Regions from separate parts of the Rattus norvegicus genome. Here region 1 is linked to region 2. Evidence: chromatin contacts called from public Hi-C data. All regions are on one chromosome and are shown on one strand. The core of a region is the stretch at or near the end of the contact, and the rest is flanking DNA. Distances in the headings are between cores, read along the strand shown. Region 1 overlaps Igf1r (insulin-like growth factor 1 receptor). Region 2 overlaps Igf1r (insulin-like growth factor 1 receptor).

Region 1 (6,390 bases), core at 2,854-5,353, 46 kb before region 2:
ATATTTACAGAAGAAAGGGCAAATAATGACTTTTACATGGAAAGAGCATCCCAGGTCAGCATGTAAATGTTAAAGCGCATATCAGATTGTACAGAGGGCTTCTCCATTCCCACACCCCTATTCCCTTCCCGACATTCAGCCCCGTGTGAGCAGAAAGCAAGGCCCTGCACCCCTATTTGCTGCTGCACCCCTATTATAAGCACAATGCCTGGGACAAAACAGATGGTTGGATGTTTGTACAATGACTGGATGAAACAAAAGAAGAATGGTATTCTGTTAAAAGACCAGCCAGCATCCTTTTAGAGCCTGGATCCAAGTCTTTACATGGGACAGCAGCAACCCACCCTTTATTTTCAAATGCGATCTTGAAGCAACCTTGAAGACTGATTGAGGCAGGTACGTATACCACAACCCAGCCTCCTCCATGCTCGGCAATGGCTCCTTCTGAATGGCGTTAGCGTGATCTACACATCTGTACAGTCAGTGCTAATGTTCATCAGTTTTCATTTTAAAGCGGCCCAGAGTGTTTCATTTTACACATACCATCTTGCCTACCCTTCACTTGGATACTATCTGTACAATAAGGAGGAGGAAACCAAGCCTTGGGCGAAACCAAGTGACTTGCCAGACCATATAGAGTTGTAGGTATATAAATGGAAAAGCTCTGGTGGAGATGACAGACCATGCTGACTCTATTAACTGGTTGTAGGATGGCTGAATGAATCTCTTTCAGGGAAGGGCATGATTTGTAAGCATCCCACACACCAGGGCTGAGTAAGGCTCAGGAGTCCTACCGGCTTGCTACCTGCCAGTAGGCTCCTTCTTAGGTGAGGGAACCGGGCAGAGCTCAGCACAGCCTAGCTCTCCTAACTGTGGCAGTAGGAACCATTGGATTCTGCCCATTATGCATTCACTCTGTGGCCACACCCTGCAGCTTTCACCAGCCCTTCACCAGGGACGGGCCTGCATGCAAAAACACCAGCTTGAGAAGACCAGGAAGTGTCATGCATTCTCTGGTCAGAACTTCAAACCAATAACCCCAGAGGTAAAAGCAAAAACTCCTGACTCTGCCCTCTGGTGGCTTGCACTTGTCTCTGTGATCTGCTTCCCACAGGTTAGGGCTTCGGGAACCTGAACCAAAAGCTTTCACAAAATCATTGATGAAATACTAGCTCTTGAGCTTAGCATGTTAAGTGAAAAGCTGATTTCTGATTTATCAAAGGCTTACCAAATAGGGAAGGGGAAAGGAGCAGTAATCAGATCCCTGATTTACATAATTCTCAGCCATTCTTTTGGCAGACCTCTACAGCTACTAACATCTCCATCTATGGATGACAAAAAGACAACACTTACAATAACTCTCCCCCCTTCCCGGGTGCCTGTCAGGTATAAACTTGAAGCCAGGCACAGTTAATCCTTACAACTCCCCAAGGAAGAGGTATTATCACTTTTGCTCCAGATTAAGAAAGAAGGGTCAGACCTGAATTCCAGGCATCAAAACTATGCTGAGAGGGAATAGAGACAGACAGATTTCGTTCACTCTGGCCTGGGGCACAGAGAAAACCTCTACCTTCTGTGGGAAGAAAACCATGGGATCACAGAAGGACACACAGTAAGAAGGACACCACTGTGCCTTAAGCAGTGGCAGGTCTGATAAGGACAAAGGTACTACTGAAACAGAAAGTGGAGGGGTCAGCTTGAGGAAGTCGTTCTAGAAAGCGGGCCAGCCTGGCATCGAAGAGCCCATTCCAGCACTGGGGAGGAACAACAGATCCTCATCACAGGAGCCAGGTAGCACAGTGGTAGGTCTACACAGGCAGAGGCAGGGTGAAATCAGGTCAGGAAGAACTGAGAGCCAGGCCGGGGCCACTGCTCTGCCATGCTTATGAAAGCCAGGGGATTAAGTCAAGATTTCACTCGTGATTCAAAACTCATCTGAAGACATGGTGGAGGAGCACAGCGAGGCCTCGTCACCCCTCCCCCAGCTCTGCATGCACAACTGAGGAATCCACTTGGCACCCTGGCACTCTCCTACAGGAAAACATACTTTGGTTATCCAGACGTGACTTCCTGGCACTCGGAAGCTGTTGGCATGGAAAAATTAACAGGCTGACTTGGCCAGGAAGGAGTGGGCAACACAAATAACCAGGAAAAGATGAGCCCTGAGTAAGCGGGAGGCTTGACTGAAGGGTCACAGAACAGAAGGAGGGGCAAGATGATCTGTCGGGAGTCCCAGGCTCTGTGGTGGGTCCAGGCTGGTACCGAGACTACTGCATGGCAAAGGTCACTGAGCCCTCACAGCCATGCACAGATATCACTGCTTTCCTTTCAGGCAGCGGACAAGGAGGCTAACAGAGGTGAGCTTACTTGGCCTGGACGAGACAGCTAATAAGGGACGGGAGCTGGCGCACACACCATTACGACATACTTCATTACGGTGTCTTTCTGCCTTCAATCCCTTGCCGAGTTTGTAACTTCATAAGGTGGGGGAATGATGCCAGGAACTTTGTAGCCCTGAGGCAGAACTCTGCCCCAGCTCTGGCCTTCGTAACTTCCTCTTACTACACGCTGCACAGCTACCTCTCCTCTCAAATCCTGAGGACGGCTCAGTATACTCTACCCATAACTGTGTGTTACACACTAATTTGATCATTTGAGATCCCAGTCAGGCTTTCATAACTGGAAACTGGAGTCTTTCACAAACGCACACAGGTAGTGGAAGCTACTCCTGGGAATCCAATCCTGGCCAGGACATACTAGGCCCACCCACATTTCTTCCTGCAACCGCCTTCCCTTTCAGCATGTTCCCTAAGGTCCTCAAGGGTTCCACAACTTTGCAGGGTGTGAGACCAGAGGAGCCCAGAGGTCTGAGGCCTCCTCTGTTGAGGTTACAATTCCTACAACCGTAAATCTTGTAAAGCATGTCCACAAGGTCCTTCAGCTTCTCACCAGAACTTCCAAACCATGTCTTTCGGCTTAATTTCCTACTAAATATCTACAACAAATTTCCATACGTTAGTTTTTCTGCTCGTGAAAGGGGGAAAAAAGCCAGGCAAGATCAGATGTCCTCTGCAACACTAGCTTCTAGAAAAGAGCGTTTTTGAATGGGATGCCACGTGCTGTGTTTTGCCATATTGCCTGCGCTTCCTGCTTGGAGCCAGAGTAACAGAACCTTGGGCACTGGAACTGTTCCGCGCCACGCAAATTCCACCCCACATCTTTCAGGCAACCCTGTCGCAAATAATTCATGTCCACTACGCCCCTACCACACAGAATACAACTACATTGTGCTGCTAGAAATGGGAAACCTGATTCAGATCAGAGAAGGTAGAAAAAAACATTTAGTTCAACACAATACTGCCTTTATGGAAAGGGGCGTGCGCCGGGTGGTGGTGTAAATCCCAAACCTGTGAGTGGGGATAGATTTCAAGACGAATTTTGGAAGAAAATGCAGAATCAAAATAACATTTAGCTTGACTCAAACCACCAATAATAATAACAACAACAAAAGCCCAGCCAGTCCTTCTAGAGCGGCGCCTGTTTAGGTTGCATGGTGCTCCAGCCAGCCCGTTCTCCTGGGAAATGGTGCTGCTGCTACAGCATGACTTGCTTTGCTTGCAGCAATAAAAGGAAAACAAGCTTGCACGACCCAATAGATTCCTTCAGTTTGTGCCTAGCAGCGGGAAGAAAAGAAAAGAAAAGCATGAAAAAGGGTCCTGGGGCAAGGGGAATGGAGGACAGGATCCTAGAGAACAGCACTACCCTGCAGGATTTTTGTAAACAGCAGCCTGTAATGGCCACGGTTAGAGAAAGAAAAACAGACATGGAGGGAAGCGTGTTTACAACTGCAGCAAGGGCGGGAGGCGGAGGGAGGGATTCCCCGGCTCTGCGCTCGGCCCTCTCGGCTCCGGTGGGGCCCCGGGGTTGGGCTGGGCTTCAGCTCCCAACCCCAATCCGTGCTTTCTTGGGGGGCCCCCATCTTGTTTATGGGAAGGTTACTCCTCCTCGGCTCTGGTGATCGCGTCCCTAATACTCCAGCTGCATCCTTGCGGGATGCCCACTTGACTGACAAGTCCTCCAGCCAATCACTGCCTGGGCCCTTTGGAAAGGTGGAATTTCCCAACAAACCGATTGGCTGAGAGGGAGGGCGGGCCCTGGTGATTGGCGTGTTATTCCGAGTAGAAAGTAGTAAACAACCTTGGTCCAGGGGCGGTGGGGAGGGCGCGCGATGCCAGCTCCCTCTGGCAGGCAGGGCGGGGTGGGGAAGCACCCGAGACAAAAGGAACCTCGGCTGCCGCAGCAGGGAGGGCAAGAAGGGGGTGCCCTCAAAAGTCAGCACCTGGAGGCGTCATTTGGAGCCCCCGCGCCAGAACTGCTGACTTTCAGCGACACATCGTTTTTTTGTTCTGTGTAGAACCTCAAAGGTTTTGTTTTCATCGTTTTCTCTTCTTCATGTAGGGCTGAAAAACTCTCCAAAGGAATGATAACCGATTTAGTCCCTTTTGTCCAGAAGCCCCCTTCTCACTGTCGAATAAAATTTTAAATTTGTCTTTTATGAAGTTGCTTTAAACCACACACTAAAATTGTTGCAGTACACAATACGCCATTAATGGCATGCTGGTGTACTAGACACCCAGCTACATCTTTTGATAGCAAGTTTTAGGAGCTCTGAGCCTATTCAGAGCGGTTGGGAATGGAGAACATACACAAAAAGAAACAAGACATGATGGTGTTGGGACCACCTGGTAAGAAATAAGCGGTTAACTTGCCCTGTTCATATTTCTGCCAGTCTCGCTTGAATCTCCCATTCCCTCATTCCAGCCTCACCATCCTTACAGGACCCCAGGCGGAGGAAACCATCTGCTCCTAGGATGGGGGCTTTGCTTACTCTGGCACATAATCGTGCTCAGAAGTCTACACAAGTCGCTATCCGGAGCAAGTCCCCTCAATGCAAAAGGGAACTAGGAGGCCAGCCAATCCGGCTCTCCACTTCTGATGCTTGTTGATGCTATACACTTTAACATGCGGAGACCATGTTGCCATTTTCCATGCTCAAGACATCGATAACTGGTACCTTGTAGGAGGTAACTTGGTGCAAACTGGCCACCTGGCATTATCCTTTGCTGCCCTAGTTGGTGTTCTCCCTCAGCCTGTCTTCTATGGGGCATGCCACAAGCAGCCCCCATAAATGCTCACCCCACACCACCTTTGCTGTATAAAACATGGATTTAGGCTTTCCTTGGTCCTTGCAGCCTGGCATCAGACCCTAAACCAGTAGCTTTTTGCTTTGTAGGCACCCTCCCTCCAGACACTTTGTTCTGTTCCCAGGTCCCTGCCCAGACCACACACATCCTTTTACTCAACGTTGGTTTTTATGCTTTCTAGACGTTACCCATGCCTGCCCAGGAGAGGCCACTGTTCTCCACTGTTCTCCCTGGCCCAGCTACCCCACTTCTTGCAGAAGAATGAAAATTTTTTTCCTAGCACTAAGTCTCTGATAGGGTTTTTAATGCTGTATGTAGACTCCGCTCCTAGGACTGCCTACCGTCATTAAGACCCTGAACTTCCTGAGGCCTGGGATGGTATTATCTTCTGATTTGGGTCTTCAGTGGAGATGGGCTCATACTAAGTGCCTACTGCAAACTTGCCAAATGTTTCTAGGACTCCTCCCTTACATCCTGAGCATGCCTGCCCCTGAAAGTTTTTCGGCGGTTTCTTACACACATGCAATCAATGTGTTTTCTCTGCCAGGTCAACAACTCTGTTTTCTCTACTTGGCAAATTTCCACTCTGCCTAAAATCACTTCCTCTCTTGGCATACCTTTCACAAGCTCCAACCAACTATGCTGTGCACCAAAAGCAGAGAGGTCTCTTTCCATATTTGTTTCTCTGACCAGCATTAGCTACAAAGCCAGAACTAGCATTTGGTTTGTTGGTAAAGGAAGAGGTGAAAAGCAAAATTTCAAAGTGGTGTCACCCATATGTCTACAAAATCAACACATTCCCACTCTGTAGGGGTGGAGCAGCACCATGTTCTTTGTGTGTCTCTGATGGTCTCTCCCTGCTTTCCAGCTGAAGGCCTCCTCTGTCTCTGAGGCTGACTCTTACTCACCCTTCATCCTGGCAACTGTGCACATCCCTGATTCGTTTTCATCACGACCCTGAACTATCATCTCCTTTTCTATCTGACCATTTACTGACTTGCTCAGTCTATTCCGTCCCCCATATAGCAATATCCAGTGTTCTGAGAATTGTGGGGTTCCAAAGCCAGGGCTCACAGTCTCTGCATATACCCTAGTGTGAGATTCGTCACCGTTCCTTTGATCCTTCGTACTTCTAAACCTTTAATGGTGGGAAAAGGTAAACTTATAAAGATTGGTACCCGATTTT
Region 2 (6,186 bases), core at 2,883-5,382:
GTTTGCCGGGCTGGAGCGCTGGTTGTTAGTATTGAAAACCTCACACTGGGTGTCGGTAGCGTTGTGAATAAAAATATTTCAGAGTGTTGAGGGCGCTTTATGGGCGTTTAGAAACAAGTTGAAGTTCTGACTTACCAGAACTAGTGCAGCTTTTATTTTTAAGTTTCTTCTAAAAAACCAAGATTAGATATTTAGTTATTTAAACAGGATGGGAGATCAAATACTTTCTCTGGGCTCTCAAGAACCATGACAGGTTGCAGCTCAGAGGGCAACCAAAGCAGGCATGGGTTGTGCAGATAAAGAGGCTCTAGGGTAGCTGAAATCTCTCTTCCCAAGATGGAGAAGCCCCTGGCACCCTCACAAGGGGTAAACAATACACATCAGCCCATCACTCTGAACTGTGGCCCTGCGCAGACACGAAGGCACACGCCATGCCTGAGGTAAATACCCCTAGAGCAACACTTGTAAATGCAAAGAGGAGGAACCCATGAGAACTGCTTGTGTGGGTGCCTGTGGTGGAGGTCAACTCAGGTGTCCAATCCAGGCTCTTTTTGAACTTCTTGCCCAGTTTGTCAACTCTGGCAGCTGAGTTGGTTTTTTATTGTTGAGTTGAGGTCTCAATCTGTAGCCCAGGCTGGGCTTAAATTCATCCATGTAGGCCAGGCTGGCTTACAGCAATCTTCCTGGCCCAGTTTTTTTGGGACAAGGATTAGTAGTGCCAAGAACCGCCATATTGTGGCAGCATAAAAAATGCTAAACGTTGACGAAGCATTATTCTGTATTTATCTGAGAATGCCATTTGTTTTAAAAGTTCTCTGCAGCTCACCAATTCTTCCAACAGATGGATTAGGAACTACACTCTAAATGTCTACAAATGTGTACCCCCGACCCAACCCCCCCCCCCCCCACACACAAACAGAGGTTTAACCTGCATCAGTCTTAAAGCTGATTCAGCAAGTAAATCACAGTCGTTCCTGTGAGAATCGTGTGCTTCTTCTTCGACTCTATCTGGGCCTTCTGTTTCTTTCTGTAGTCCTCACATAGCCTCAGAGAGCTGGCGCATGAAACAACATTCAGAAATAGAAGACTCCCTTGCAAAATCAAACAGCATTGGCCCAGCTGCCCATGTATGACATTCTAGAGCTGCAGTGAGAGAGGGTTTGTAAGATTCCTGCACATAAGCAATCATGTAATGGATGTGTGCACCAGGCTGCTTCTTTCCTTACTGTACTTACAGCCCTGCCAATGATTAAACACAAGCACTGCCTGGTTAGTCCGTGGCTGTAGAATATAAATATGTTTCTGGGGCTCGAACATTTTAAATTACCTTCAAGTCACTGAATCGGGCTTAAAAAAAAAGAAAAGAAAAGAAAGAAAGAAAAAAACCTCAAAAGAACCCAAAACAGCAGGAAGCCACTTTTTCATTGTGTTTCAAGTCAGCTACAATTAAAATATCATTAGCTCAGTGACAAGCTAAAATGCAAACAAACAATTACCGACAGAACGTTACATATTACATTTACTTCTCGTTTTCATTAGTACAATTCCTATCTGGGAAAACATAAGGAGCCATGGGGAGGCAAAGTAAGATAGAGGAGGCAGGACGCTAAAGGGGTTGAACAACTCAAGAAGGAGTGCTAACAGGAAGGGGAGAAGATGATGTAAAAAAAAAGAAAAAAAAAGGAGGAGGGCAGGGCTAACTGTTATCCGTGTCTCCCCTTTGTAGCTCATATCCAGGTGATGGACAGGGTTCTAGTGTCTCAACCATGGAACTCCTGGCACCTGATGTCCACTTAAAAGCAACAGTGAAAGCCTTCTGCCCTTTCTGAGTGAAAATGCCAGAAGTGGTTTACCAAGAGACAGCCTAGGATCAGGATGCAACGGTGCCAGGATGCCACAGAATGGACAGAGCCCATCGCATACACGCACACACAGATGTCCGAAGCTCTTTAACAAAACCCATTTTCATGTGCAAAAGAGTTCCTGGGCTTCAGGTTTCATAATAGTGCCTTGTATCACGCATTATTAATTAGCGAAGATCTGTCAATAACGGTTGAGAAGAAAGGCTTGCATTTATTGAACTGAGACATGCATCTCAATTATTTGGAAGAATCAACTCGGGGGGAGGGGAGAACCCAAAAGCTTGTTTCCATGATGCAAAGCAAATACAATACATACGCACATGTTTGCACACCCTGATGTGCAACTGGATGGTGACTGAGGTGTGAGCTCAGTGACTTCCACGGAGCGAGGTCTGGAGTGTGTGTGCTGCTTGTTCCACACCCACGAAGCTGTTGTTGGTCCCAATGTTTTTGAAACCCTCCCTGCTCTCTTGATATCACCCCCGAACCAACTGCTCTTCAGTCCTCCGTCCCCTCTCCCACCCTACAGTGAGCTGACCCCGGCTGAGAACCCAACCACTGGGCACAGGGTCTTCTCCTTCAACCCAGCTTCCATTCTGCATGTTTCATTTCTTCTCCTTGTATGGCAGTGTTCTACCGCAAGACCTCGAATGCCCAACAGAATTCTGGGCAAAAAAAGGGCAACGCTAAAAGCATCACCTGACTTCAGAGTACACTGCAAAGGTGGAGCCAGGAGGATAGAGAGTTTAAGGCCAGCCAAGGCTGCATGAGACACAGTCTCAAAAACAATAGCAAAAAAGCCCCAAAACAAAATTTTACAAGTGCATGTTTGTTGCAATGCTACAGTTACCTAAAGAGTATGGTACTGACAGAAAAACAGACACCTAAACTGGATACGGAATAAAAAGAGAAAAAAAAAATCAACATACTTTCACTCAACCAGTATTTGATAAAAGACCTTACAATGAGAGAGAGAGAGAGAGAGAGAGAGAGTGTGTGTGTGTGTGTGTGTGTATGTATGTATGTATGTATGTATGTATGTATGTATGTATATAAAATGATACTTGGAAAAGAGGGTATCCATGTGCAAAAGAATGACATTATAGCCCTTGTACTACACACACACACACACACACACACACACACACACACACACACACACACACTTATGACCAAGAAACTATAGGGGAAGTATTCATGATCTTGCTCTATCTCCTGTCTGGTCTCTGATCTGGGGCCGACAGCTGTAAGAATAGGGTTAGAACTTTGTATTAGAATCACCAGCCACATCCTGCTGTCAACTCACTCCAGCTACTCTAGTCCAGATGTTCACTCTAGGTTATAGGAAGCATGGGCTGGAGAGATAGCTCTTCCAGAGGTCCTGAGTTCAATTTCCAGCAGCCACATGCAGCAGCAGCCGCTGCCACTGTCTTCCTCCCAAGTTCTATCCACAGCAGCAAGGCAGAGTTCGTACACACTGTATGCCTCACTCACATCATCCAGAAAGATAAACTGGCCAGGAAGATACATGAGATGCAGCTATCAAGCTGACATAGCATTCCCTCCCAGACAACCTACACCTGTAGTGAGATGGCTCACAACCACCCTGCCATGTACCTCAGCTTTCCCTGCAAGAAAACCTAAGAACAACTCAGAACAACTACAGTATTAAGGGTTTGGAAAGGTCCTGTCTGTGATAATGGGACCCCGCGCATGAGTTAAAACCATGGTTACTAGGAAAAGTGACTACGCTGAGTGTCTACCCTTTGCATGGTGCTTCAGTTCACCACCAAGTGTGTTAATGCAGCATCAGAGCATGGGCAGAAAAGGCAACGTGCGTAGTCAGTCCATTAACATCTGGATGTTCTCTGTCTGCGGCAACCAGCTGGTAGATGCCCTAAAACACAGTCTTTTTGCTAGCAATGGAGCTCAGAGAGGTTCGTGGGACTTAAAAGTTGAGGATACCCAGGGTCACTTCTTGTACTATTATTTGGTATCTGACTTACATAACAGAGTCCTTAACTTTTGTGACAGACAGACAGACAGACACAGAGAGAGAGAGAGAGAGAGAGAGAGAGAGAGAGAGAGAGAGGGAGAGAGAGAGAGAGAGAGAGAGGGAGGGACAGAGGGAGGGAGAGAGGGAGAGAGGGAGAGAGAGTGTGTGAGAGTGTGTGTTGTGGTAATAATGCCTCATAGAGAATGTGCTTTCCCAAACATGCGGTCATGGACACAAACCAGACACCAGTGCCTGAGGGTGGCAGAGATGGCCAGCAGATCTGTACTGTGAATGGAAGTGGTATGTCTCCACACCCAGGATGGTCATCAAGGAATGGTCCCTTCTGACCTCACAGTGCTCTTTGTGAGGAAATGCAGCCCAGTGTTGAGCCCACTCGAAGGCTGCCCCTTTCTACTGGTGTTTGTTTTGACAGAGGGTCACTTATGCTCAGGACAATGGCCGGTCTCTTTGTTCGTCCCCTAGCAGGAAGCAATGGTGGGGAGAGGACCAGCCCTTGTCACACACTTTCCAATTCAGATTTTAGTGGCCACAAGAATGGGGCCTTAAATGCCACAGATAAAGAAATGTCAGTGCAGGAGATGGAAGCATGCCAGGACACAGGGTAAGAAGGCACATTTAGATCTGCGAAGGCCTCAGGGGATAGCACCTTGCCAAAAAGACTCCACTCCAGTGGCTCCCAAAGGTCTGAAGGCTGGGTAAAGAGACTGCGTGGCTTCTCCTCTTCGATAGCAGAGGGAAGGAGGAGTAACCAAGATCCCCCAAGGTGACAAGGCCTCTCCCCTTCTTAATCAACCTTTCCTAATATTTCACCCAAATAAACTGAGCAAACGCTCAAAAACACAAGCTTTAGTGTTTGAACTTACTGAAGTCCAGGAGGAGGGGGGCTCAGGGGGAGGCTAATCTGAATTGTCAAATAAACAAGTCATTTCCTTTAAAACAAAAGCCTGGACTGGATGGCAGAGAGTGAATGAATTGTATTACCCAACGGCTGGTGTAATGCAAGCCCTCTCCTCCCCCTTCTGGGCCTCATTCATAAAAAGCCCAAGCAGCTGTAGGGACTGGGACTGGGTTTGTGTCCGTATTTTCCAAGACAGATCGAAAACAACCGAAACAAAGAGAAGTGCTCAGACACCAGCTCGGCCTCTGCGTCCTCTGGGAAGTTTGCAGGGCCCTCTAGGGCAGCTGGTCTCTTAGTCAAGCCAGGCACAGGCTACTAGGACATTTCTCAGAGCTGCTTGCCTGCCTGGGTGGTTCTAACACTAACCCCAACACCCACTGTGTTATTAAAGGAACTCCTATCTGCTGGTACACCTTCCATTTTTTTCCTTTCCTGCCATTTTATTAAAAAGTTCTTAGTAAAACAGGGGCTGCCAGCTTATTACAGGTTGCCAAAGTGCATTGAAGGAGGCAATATATTTCCCAGAAGATGCATTTTTTAAATAGTGGCTGTTTTTATGTTGATATCACTTCATCTAAACCTTCTGTAGGCTGTAAAAAATCTGAGAAGCTAAAGAGCTATCTCAATTCTTAATATATATGTTTTTCCTAATGGCAATCACCATGTTCCCTCAGGACTACAGATCCATCCCCAAACCTAGGCCTATTTAAATGGCTACCCTCATAGCCTGGCTTTTGCCTTCTCCACAACCCAGGGAGGCTATTTTTTTTGTTTGTTTGTTTGTTTTTGACTGGGAAGTACCAAGTTCTAAGGACAGTCAGGAATCCCCATAGTTAATGGGACTATCAATTAATTAAACTCAGTATACTTACTGTCCAACCTTGAAATAGGCCCAAATACAAATGGTGGTTTTCTGGATTAGTATTAATGGGGAAAGCATGCTACATTTCCAGAACAGGGTACCCATCTTGCCCCACAGTGCTGGGACCAAGCACGCATATCTCCCAGAGCACGGAGATTAGCTCCCCAGCCTCATGCTTCTATCCAAGACTGAAGGCCCAAGCGACATGAAAGTAATCAGGAGATATCAAATAGATCTTGTAGAATACATGTCTGTGATTAAATTGCAATAATTCTATAACTTCTTCAAAGGCAAAAATATCAAGATAGCAAGCTGAGAAAAAAAAATAAACAAGTCTGACAGGAATTATGCCAAGCTTTATGAGGAACTAGACCAGAGCCTGAAGCAGTTTGGAGTTTTGTTTTGAAACTTGTCTTAGACTTGCTGGCTGTCCTTTAAGAGCGCTCCTGGAGACCTGTGGACTCTGTGGCCATGAACATGAACTTTCTAGGTAAAGGAAACAGGTACCTATGACGTTGTCCACGAATTACTCTTTGGATTCGGGGTC

Evidence for each region. Hi-C and Micro-C count contacts between places; a contact is called where the count stands out from the background.
Region 1: a Hi-C map of Schwann cells shows a contact between it and region 2, with 3 times the contacts expected there. The contact joins two enhancer-like sites. A contact is called at or near these places in 2 of 12 Hi-C or Micro-C datasets (Schwann cells and kidney).

The regions. Positions count from the first base shown.
Region 1 is chr1:131,140,329-131,146,718 of GRCr8, reverse strand. The region is part of intron 2 of Igf1r (insulin-like growth factor 1 receptor); the gene reads right to left. Among named protein-coding and RNA genes, the nearest start is that of Pgpep1l, 130 kb to the left of the region's middle. Within about 2 kb of position 4,103, at least 85 of the 93 cell types and tissues checked have an H3K27ac peak or open chromatin away from gene starts, as enhancers often do. A contact at or near this core is called in Schwann cells, where this site is marked.
Region 2 is chr1:131,094,832-131,101,017 of GRCr8, reverse strand. The region is part of intron 2 of Igf1r (insulin-like growth factor 1 receptor); the gene reads right to left. Among named protein-coding and RNA genes, the nearest start is that of Igf1r, 140 kb to the right of the region's middle. Within about 2 kb of position 4,132, at least 45 of the 93 cell types and tissues checked have an H3K27ac peak or open chromatin away from gene starts, as enhancers often do. A contact at or near this core is called in Schwann cells, where this site is marked.